Regions from separate parts of the Zea mays genome. Here region 1 is linked to region 2. The links are chromatin contacts, called in public Hi-C maps. All regions are on one chromosome and are shown on one strand. The core of a region is the stretch at or near the end of the contact, and the rest is flanking DNA. Distances in the headings are between cores, read along the strand shown.

What was found. A called contact is a pair of places that touch in the nucleus more often than the background predicts.
Region 1: a contact with region 2 is called in a Hi-C map of ear, with 3 times the contacts expected there. The contact joins the enhancer-like site here to the promoter of LOC100272643 in region 2. A contact is called at or near these places in 3 of 25 Hi-C or Micro-C datasets (ear, endosperm and tassel).

Annotation. Positions count from the first base shown.
Region 1 is chr4:21,279,048-21,282,783 of Zm-B73-REFERENCE-NAM-5.0, reverse strand. It overlaps LOC100284741 (O-fucosyltransferase -like), which reads right to left. Exons shown (of 9, transcript NR_182110.1): 8 at 3,433-3,562; 9 at 2,051-3,149. Among protein-coding and RNA genes, the nearest start is that of LOC100284741, 7.9 kb to the right of the region's middle. Within about 2 kb of position 2,148, at least 6 of the 20 cell types and tissues checked have an H3K27ac peak or open chromatin away from gene starts, as enhancers often do. A contact at or near this core is called in ear, where this site is marked.
Region 2 is chr4:20,378,610-20,382,705 of Zm-B73-REFERENCE-NAM-5.0, reverse strand. LOC100272643 reads left to right here and starts at 1,657. Exons shown (of 7, transcript NM_001147102.1): 1 at 1,657-1,788; 2 at 1,902-2,150; 3 at 2,292-2,364; 4 at 3,677-4,008. The coding sequence starts at 1,722.

The sequences.
Region 1 (3,736 bases), core at 899-3,398, 900 kb before region 2:
ATTAATTGCACGGTTGCATTGATATGTTCCCATAAAAATTAGTGAATCAGCTAATGCATTATAGATACCCCGTGAGAAATGAGATTAAACATATTTCAAATTTTCAATTCAACAAAATCGCCTTTTGTTGAATAGCCTATGCGAAATCAAACTATGGCTGTACCACGAAAGCACCTATACAAAAAAGAACGAGCTTCATAAAGTTTGAGCATAAAGTTTGTGCCAAAAAAATGGAGGCAAGCATAAGGTTGGTGCCAGTGCGGGCGGGAGTGGGAGCGAGAGTGAGAGGGGGGTTTCAGGCGGGAGTGCGGTGGGAGGAAGCCGGCGGGCAACACTGCCATCGTCCGACGAGAGCGGGCGATATCGTCCTAGTCTCGCCTGTGCTGGAGCGTGCTCCGGGCTAGAGGCGGGCGACACACTGATGTGGATGAGCGAGGGGCGAGAGTAACGAGCGAGAGCTAGGTGGCGACTTCTGTTTGGTCCACGTGTGGTAGCCCTTGCAGCTTCCAATTTTGACCATTTGGAGTCCAAAAATAAAAAACGCAAAGAAAACATAAATTTTATCTCCAATCCCTCTATAAATACCCCTACTCGGGTGGAGCTCATTCCCCCCACACACCATTTCATCTCGTTTCTCTCCTCCAAACTCCCCTCTCTTCACACAATGTTGGGTTGGTCCCTAGATTTGAACATCTTCATGGATCTCTTGTTGTCTGATAGGTCACAAACCCCTACGTTTAATGAGTCTTCTCCACTGCATCGTCGCTTTGATGTTTCAGCTTGAATCCCCCGTGCAATATTCTCGATTGCGTCACCACCATACTCTTATCCCTATCATTTGTATCCATATCCACCGCCTTCATATGGCCAACCTCCAACTTCCTAAGCTGGATTTCAAGCTTCTTTCCCGATACGTCTGTATGCCCCTCCACCTGCTATGGATGGAAGTCAAGCTTCTTTCCAGGTACTTGTGTACACCCCTCCTCTATATACCCCACCTCTGTATGGAGCACCTCCTCCAATTTCACCTGTCTCTGTTGGATCTAAAAACCAAGCCGAGAAAAATCATGTGTCGAAGGAAATTCATACAAAAAGGCGAGATTGGACGACTGTCAACGAGTAAAAGCTAATGAATGAATCATTTCTTGTTTTTAATGCTTGGATTATACATTCTAATGATCCCATCTCCGGCAACAATAATACTGGATATTTTTTAAGGCCAAATAGCAGCAACATATATCTCCACCTCCGACCCTTGCTGTCATCGAACCGCCAAGCAACTTAAAGGTTATTTGGGCACCTACAACTGGGAGGTGACCAATTTCAATCGGTACTACCTCCAAGAAGAAAGGTTGTGTCAGAACGGAGCAAACGATGCAATGGTCATAGAGGCAGCAACGACGAGGTTTGAGGATAAAATAGGGCATCCATTCAAGCATCATCACTGGTGGCAAGTTATTCACCAGGAGTCCAAGTGGTCAGCAAAGCATGGTCCTGGTATTGGATCTCATGGGACTGGGAATAAAAGAACCCGACTCGGAGTCTCTAATGAATATAGTTCTAAAGACACCGAGGAGGAAGTACCCCAACCAGTTGGACATGATAGGGCAAAGACGACGACTGCGCGAAAGACGAAGGCAAAGGAGAAAGGGAAGGAAACCACGAATAGCGAGTTAACAAGTGAAGCATTTAAAATGAACTTAGGGGTGGATTAGTTAAGGCCAAGCTTTTGAAGCAATGGAATATTCTAAAGGGTCGATCAACCCAGGATATGAACCTAGCTGAAAGACATACACATGCCAAGGCTATAAAGATGATCAAAAATGAACTTGGTCTGGTCAACGACGAAAAAGAGAAACAAAAAACATAATGAAAAGAGGAAGATGAGGATGAGATCTAGGACTACAATTAGATTTATGTTATTTTTTAATTAGCATATAGTTTTATTTTAATTATCATACCCTTTGTAATTTTTACTTTAATAAAAATATCATGTTATGTGGTTTCTGAGCATTAAAATAAATTCACGTAAATTACTTAATTCTGAAATAGAAAAGTTAATGTGACTATATGCCGAAGCTATATCCCGCTGCGAGTTGTGCAGTTGTGCACTAAAACAGTAAGGACAAGAGTGGAGTCAATAGCTGACATGCCAGGGACGAAAGACAAAGGGTGCACTGGCACCAGCCTAACCGGGGCCTTTATACACCGGATGGTACCATATTGCGCAAAGGTTTCTCACTTTTGTCACTGCCACCTACACAACCCGCACAACTTCACTCTTCAATGAGGAAAACTATTGACATACATATTGTTTTCTCCTCAAAACCATATATGACCAGACCTATTCAAAATCTGGTTCAATGCTCTCCCTGAATACCACCAGATACCACACCTCAGCATGTCAACCGCTCCAGTTTGAGCCATCAATTAATACATTCCTTGAATATAGTTGTATCTGGATTTCTCTGATGACCATTCCAAGTGTTCAAAATGCTTCCGAGCAGTAATCCCTAGTTGATCAGTTAAATCGTCAGCTCTTCTATTTGGCTGGATGGGTCAGTCTGATTAGAGGCTCTTGCTTCTTCCATTTCTTCTTCGCTCTGGAACTGGCTTTCCAGAACGTCATTTATGTTATCAGGGGGACACCGGTCTGCATGGTTCTTGGCATCCGTCTGGCAGAAGCACTCAGGCCATGAGTTCGTGTAGAAAGACTCTGGATGGACGCGCTTGTGGGGGGCACCAAAATGGGTGTTGGACATCACCCTCCTGATTCTCTCAAAGCCAATGTGGCGGCCTTCCATCCTGTCGATGAGTATCGGGGCAAGAGCCTTTCTGTTCGGCGTGATTGTGGTCCGGAAACCGTAGTACATACGGTGGCCCATGAGGTTGTTTGCAAAGTTGCTTGGGCCATCATATGTGGGCATGAAAATGTCAGACAGGAGGCAAACCATGTAGTCAACTGCTGATCCTGCTAGCCCTTGGGTATTCTCTTCCAGCTTTCCAGGTCCAACTGTGCTGTGGTTCTCTAAGCGTGGAAACATGGTCTTGAATGGCTTCATGAAACGTTTCCCTCCAAAGAGCTCGCCAGAGGCAAGGTAAATGCGTGTTCTATTGTCAAATCCCATGGCACGTAGAATAAAACCTACCTGCCACAACGGAACAAATAGAATATTAGATTACTTCAGTAGTTCAGCTAATGAGAAGTCTTTCCAAAATTCTTTCTAGATTTTCCTACTACATATATATGTTTCAAGTTTTCTCCTATTATTTTTATATCAATCAAAAGGATTCATGTAGTGCTACGAGTACAGAATGGTATATGATGTTCAGGTAACCATGGAAATTAATACAGCATTAACTTCTGATTACACACAGTTCCAATCATGCTCAAGGAATATCTAGATCTATGCTTGTAAGGAGATTCAGTACCTCTTCTGGAGTTAAAGGGCACTTTCCTTTGAGCCTGATTTTCATGGGGATAAGTTCCTTTTCTGCAAAATGTTCTTCCCTGTACTTCCACAGAATTTTTTGCTCTTGAGGTTTGAATATGTCAAAGCACCTGCAATTTTCATTTTGGAAGATTAGTAAAAATTACACAGCAAGTAATATCCATTGTGCATATGACAAAAGTAGCTGGAATTAATGAAAAAAGAGTAGTTTTCTAACAATGTAGTATAAAGACTGAAAATGGCAAGAATGCTTAATGACAATGGGTTTGCATTTGTTGATAAAT
Region 2 (4,096 bases), core at 408-2,907:
GCAGTCGATTCCCGAGAGCAGCACTTTTCATCGGAGACCAGCCTGGCGCATCGGACACTGTCTGGTGCACCACCGGACAGTCCGGTGCACCTGACCAGAGTTGTTGTTTGACTGAATAAAACCAATTACTAAGGGTGTGTTTGGCATGGCTCTGCTCCACCCCAGAGCAGCTCTACTCTAAAACTCTGGGTGGAGCAGCTCTGCTCCAGAGTTTAGATTGTTTCTCATAACCAGTGGCAATGGCGGGTAAATAACTCAAAACTCCATGACTAGGTTGCTTTTTTGGAGTTTTCAGAGCAGCAAAAGAGGTACTCCAAAAAATTGTACTGTAGCTCCAAAAACTCCATAGAGTTTACAACTCTGGAGTTAGAGTGTTTGGCATACTCTGGTCAGCTCCTCCTTGGAGTTTTGCTCTGGAGCCATGCCAAACAGGCCCTAAGTCTAGAAACATACCTTGTTATATGATTTGCACTTCTTATTTGTTTAGCACATAACAACTCACTCACTATGTGTTGAACACTTAATCACCAAAACATTATAGAAATGGTATAAGGACACATTTTCCTTTCAGCGGGTCAAAGCGGGCTCCAGCTGGCTCTAGCGATCTAGCTTCCTCCGATGAGCCACCCCCTTAGCCTCCCCTCGATGAGTCCTCCTCTTGTGCTGCTATCGCTTCTGGTCCGATGGACCGCGGCGGTCGACGTAGGGATCACGGAAGGAGGCCTAGTCCTTTGTTGCGCCTAGCTTGAGGTATTGCTGGGTTGTTCGCTATTTATCGCAGCCACGTCGTTGACACTGCATAGCAGCGTCGCAAGGCTCAAAAGCATAATGACAACTTGAGGTAGTTTGCAGCACACATGGGTTTAAACATGCCTCCTCGCTAATACAATACTCTAGTGCCTAACTATCCAGCTGATCTGAATGAATGGCATCAGCAGGAGTACGGTGTTCATTTCATTACTCCTGAAGATGAAAATGAAGTCTAGAAAAATATATTTTAGGGGGTGTTTGGTTAGAGGGACTAAAGATTAGTCTCTAGTTTTTAGTCCCATTTAGTCTCTTTTTTGCCAAACACTAGGACTAAAATATATACTAAAATGATTTAGTTTTTAGTCTTTCACATAGGTGCTAAAAGAGACTAAAAGCTCATAATTATCATGTTGCCCTTACTTTTTTTATGGATAACTAATATTATGAGTATATTCTAAGGACATTTAAGTCTTTGGACATTGTATTTAATGACTTTAGAATCTGTTTAGTGCCTAGAACCTAGAACCAAACATGTAGGAACTAAAGTTTAGGCCTAGGATTAATTGAAACCAAACATGGCCTTAGGACCGGGAGTACTATTTAAACCAAATGCTCAACTTTATTGTGTAATGTCGTCTTGCATTTAAACATATTCTCACGCTAGTTTGCTATTCACGCCCTTCTCTTTTCATTTTCGAACCGTTTCTGGCTCCGGCCTGACGGGCTTGCCGGTTCCTTTCTATTTTCCTAAAAAAAAAAGGAAATGGTAGAGGTACTTTCTGTCGGTTTTCCGTTCGTTTTGGTCCTGACAGTTCGCTTCCTTCGCAACGACTCCATCGCAAGCTGCTTCAGTATTTAACACCCACTCACCAGATGGCGCGCGGTGCACTTGTGCCCTTTTGCGCAGCGGAGTCTTTGGACTCGGTAATCCCGGCCCTGTCCTCCCCCGACCAAACACAGTCCCTGGATCCATGGGTGTCGAGGAGGAGCGCGACGGCGAGGAGCAACGCCGCCCCCTCCTCTCCTCCACCCCGCCAGGTAGATTCCGCTCCATTCGCCGCCACCGTCGTCAACACCGACGCGGGCGTTCAAATCATCTGCTCCCGATCCCATCCCGTCATCAGCTCATCTGTGGGACCTCATTTCTGCAGCCGCGGCGGACCCGCAGCAGCAACAGTACCAGTTCCTGGGCCGGAGCACCTCTTCAGTGCTGCGCGGCGGTGGCGGGGGCTGGGAAGGGCCTGAGGTGAGCGCCGACGAGGTCAGGTCCGCCGCTGGCTTCCACACGTTCCAGGGCCCACCTCCCAACGGCGACAACGCCTATGCTTACCCGCCGTCCATTCATAGCGCCATGCTCTCCCCGTCCCCATCTCATGCCCCACCGTCTCCCCATCCAAATGGTAATTTGCCGCCGTCGGTGCTCTGCTTCTCCCCCACCGGCCTCCACATAATCGTCCTTTTTCCCTTCCGATTTTTCACCAACTGAAGGAGTTGTTGTCTTGTTGAAACTGCTGGTGCTGGGTTGTGGGTTGCATCTGCAGAAGGGTTGGCGATTGTTCCTCAAGGGCCATATCCGTATGGTGGCAGTTACCAACCTTCTGAGAGCGTCGGGAGGTGAGTTTTTTTTTTCAGTCGAAATGCTAGTTCGTCATATGCTGTTTCTGCCTTTTAGTTGAAATATGTTCGTAGCTCAGAAGTGCCAAACTAAGCTATCATTGAGGATGCTTAACTTTTTCTCATTTTTCATAATGAGTATGATCACTCAACATATCAGTAATCCTATTATCCTTCAATTCATTTTTTGATGGTAGATGTCTGATGTAACTGGATTATCCATGAGCTCTGCAAATATGCCATTTTGTAAAATGATGATAAATGAGACATCATGTATGCTATTAGTATTGGCTGCAATGAAGACTTAAGTAGATAATCCTCTAGTAACAATGGAGGACACTTAACTCCTTCACTTGAAACATAGTACTACCTCCGTTCTCGAATATTGGTCGCCCGCTAGTTCATTTTTTAACTAAACCGCGACAAATAAAAAAGAACGGAAGGAGTACCTATTTTACATTTAACTCATTCCACCTAAAATAGCAATAGCAACCACCATTCGATTTTGATTAGATGCACCAGATCACTTGATTGCATGATTGATTGCACAAAATATTCTCTTTTAAGATAAACCGTAAGTGTATGATCTTTGATGAGCTACAAACTTCCATAGAGATGGAATATTCCTTGATTATCTAAATTTTATATGAAAATCATTTTTTTCATTCACAACTGCTTAGAGGACTCAGGAAAAGGTCTCTGACCGCACCTCAGTACACCTGTGAATTCCATAATGATTAGAAATCATGAAACATTTGAAACACTAGTAGTTCAGATGTTCTAGTTTTACGTCTCCTGTTAACATTCAGATAACCCATAAGTAACAAGCTAACACATTTATGTATAACTTGCACCAGGACTTAAATGACAGAAGCTAAAAGGTCAATTTGTTATATTTGAAAGAAATTTGGTAATAACTGACCTAAATTAACTGATAATAATCGAATTCGAGGACCAGACTTCTAGCAAATTCATGTATACAGCAAGTAGTGAATAGAGTAGGAATAATTGGGCATACAGTTGAAGGATGATGTCTTGATAAAAGAAGACTAAGGCTCCAGGGAACTCCCATTATCAGTTGGCTTGATGGAGTATCTTAAGGCCAAAACTGTTAAATGGTGTCAAGAACAGGAGTTACCCGTTTTGCACCAAGCTTAAATAGATTAAATACCATATTTTTCCCATTTGAAAACAAGTGCACTGTTGCTTCCCTGCGTATCATTTTCCCTCCCCTTCTGTCCTGTGATTCTGTCTTTTTGTTGGTATGACTGTTGTTCTATGCTGACAATGGAATGGTTCGATCTACTGATAGGGATGTACTGGATGAGGTGGAGATCCGACAGCTACTCATTGACCATATTGGACATCGATGCTGTTGGGGAAGTCACCCTGCCCGCACATGGAAAATTACCTCCATTGAGGACTGCAATGTCTATGTTGGCACCTTGGAAACCTTCATCGAGGAAAGATACATTATTACAAAAAAGGAGCCCTTTGAAAGTGGGAATATAGATGGAAGAGAAAAAGGTCCTTTGCCTGGATTGTGGGAACTTGATTTGAGGTCTAAGTTTCCTGTACTTTTTGTACCAGAGAAAGAAGTGACTGTCAAGATTCCACATTCAGATATTATTGAAAAGTGCTCAGGTACTGTGTATTTTTCTTTCAGTGCCCTCTGATTTTCCTTTAATGAGAGAATTAGATTTGTACCACTATTTTAATTATGGTTATGATA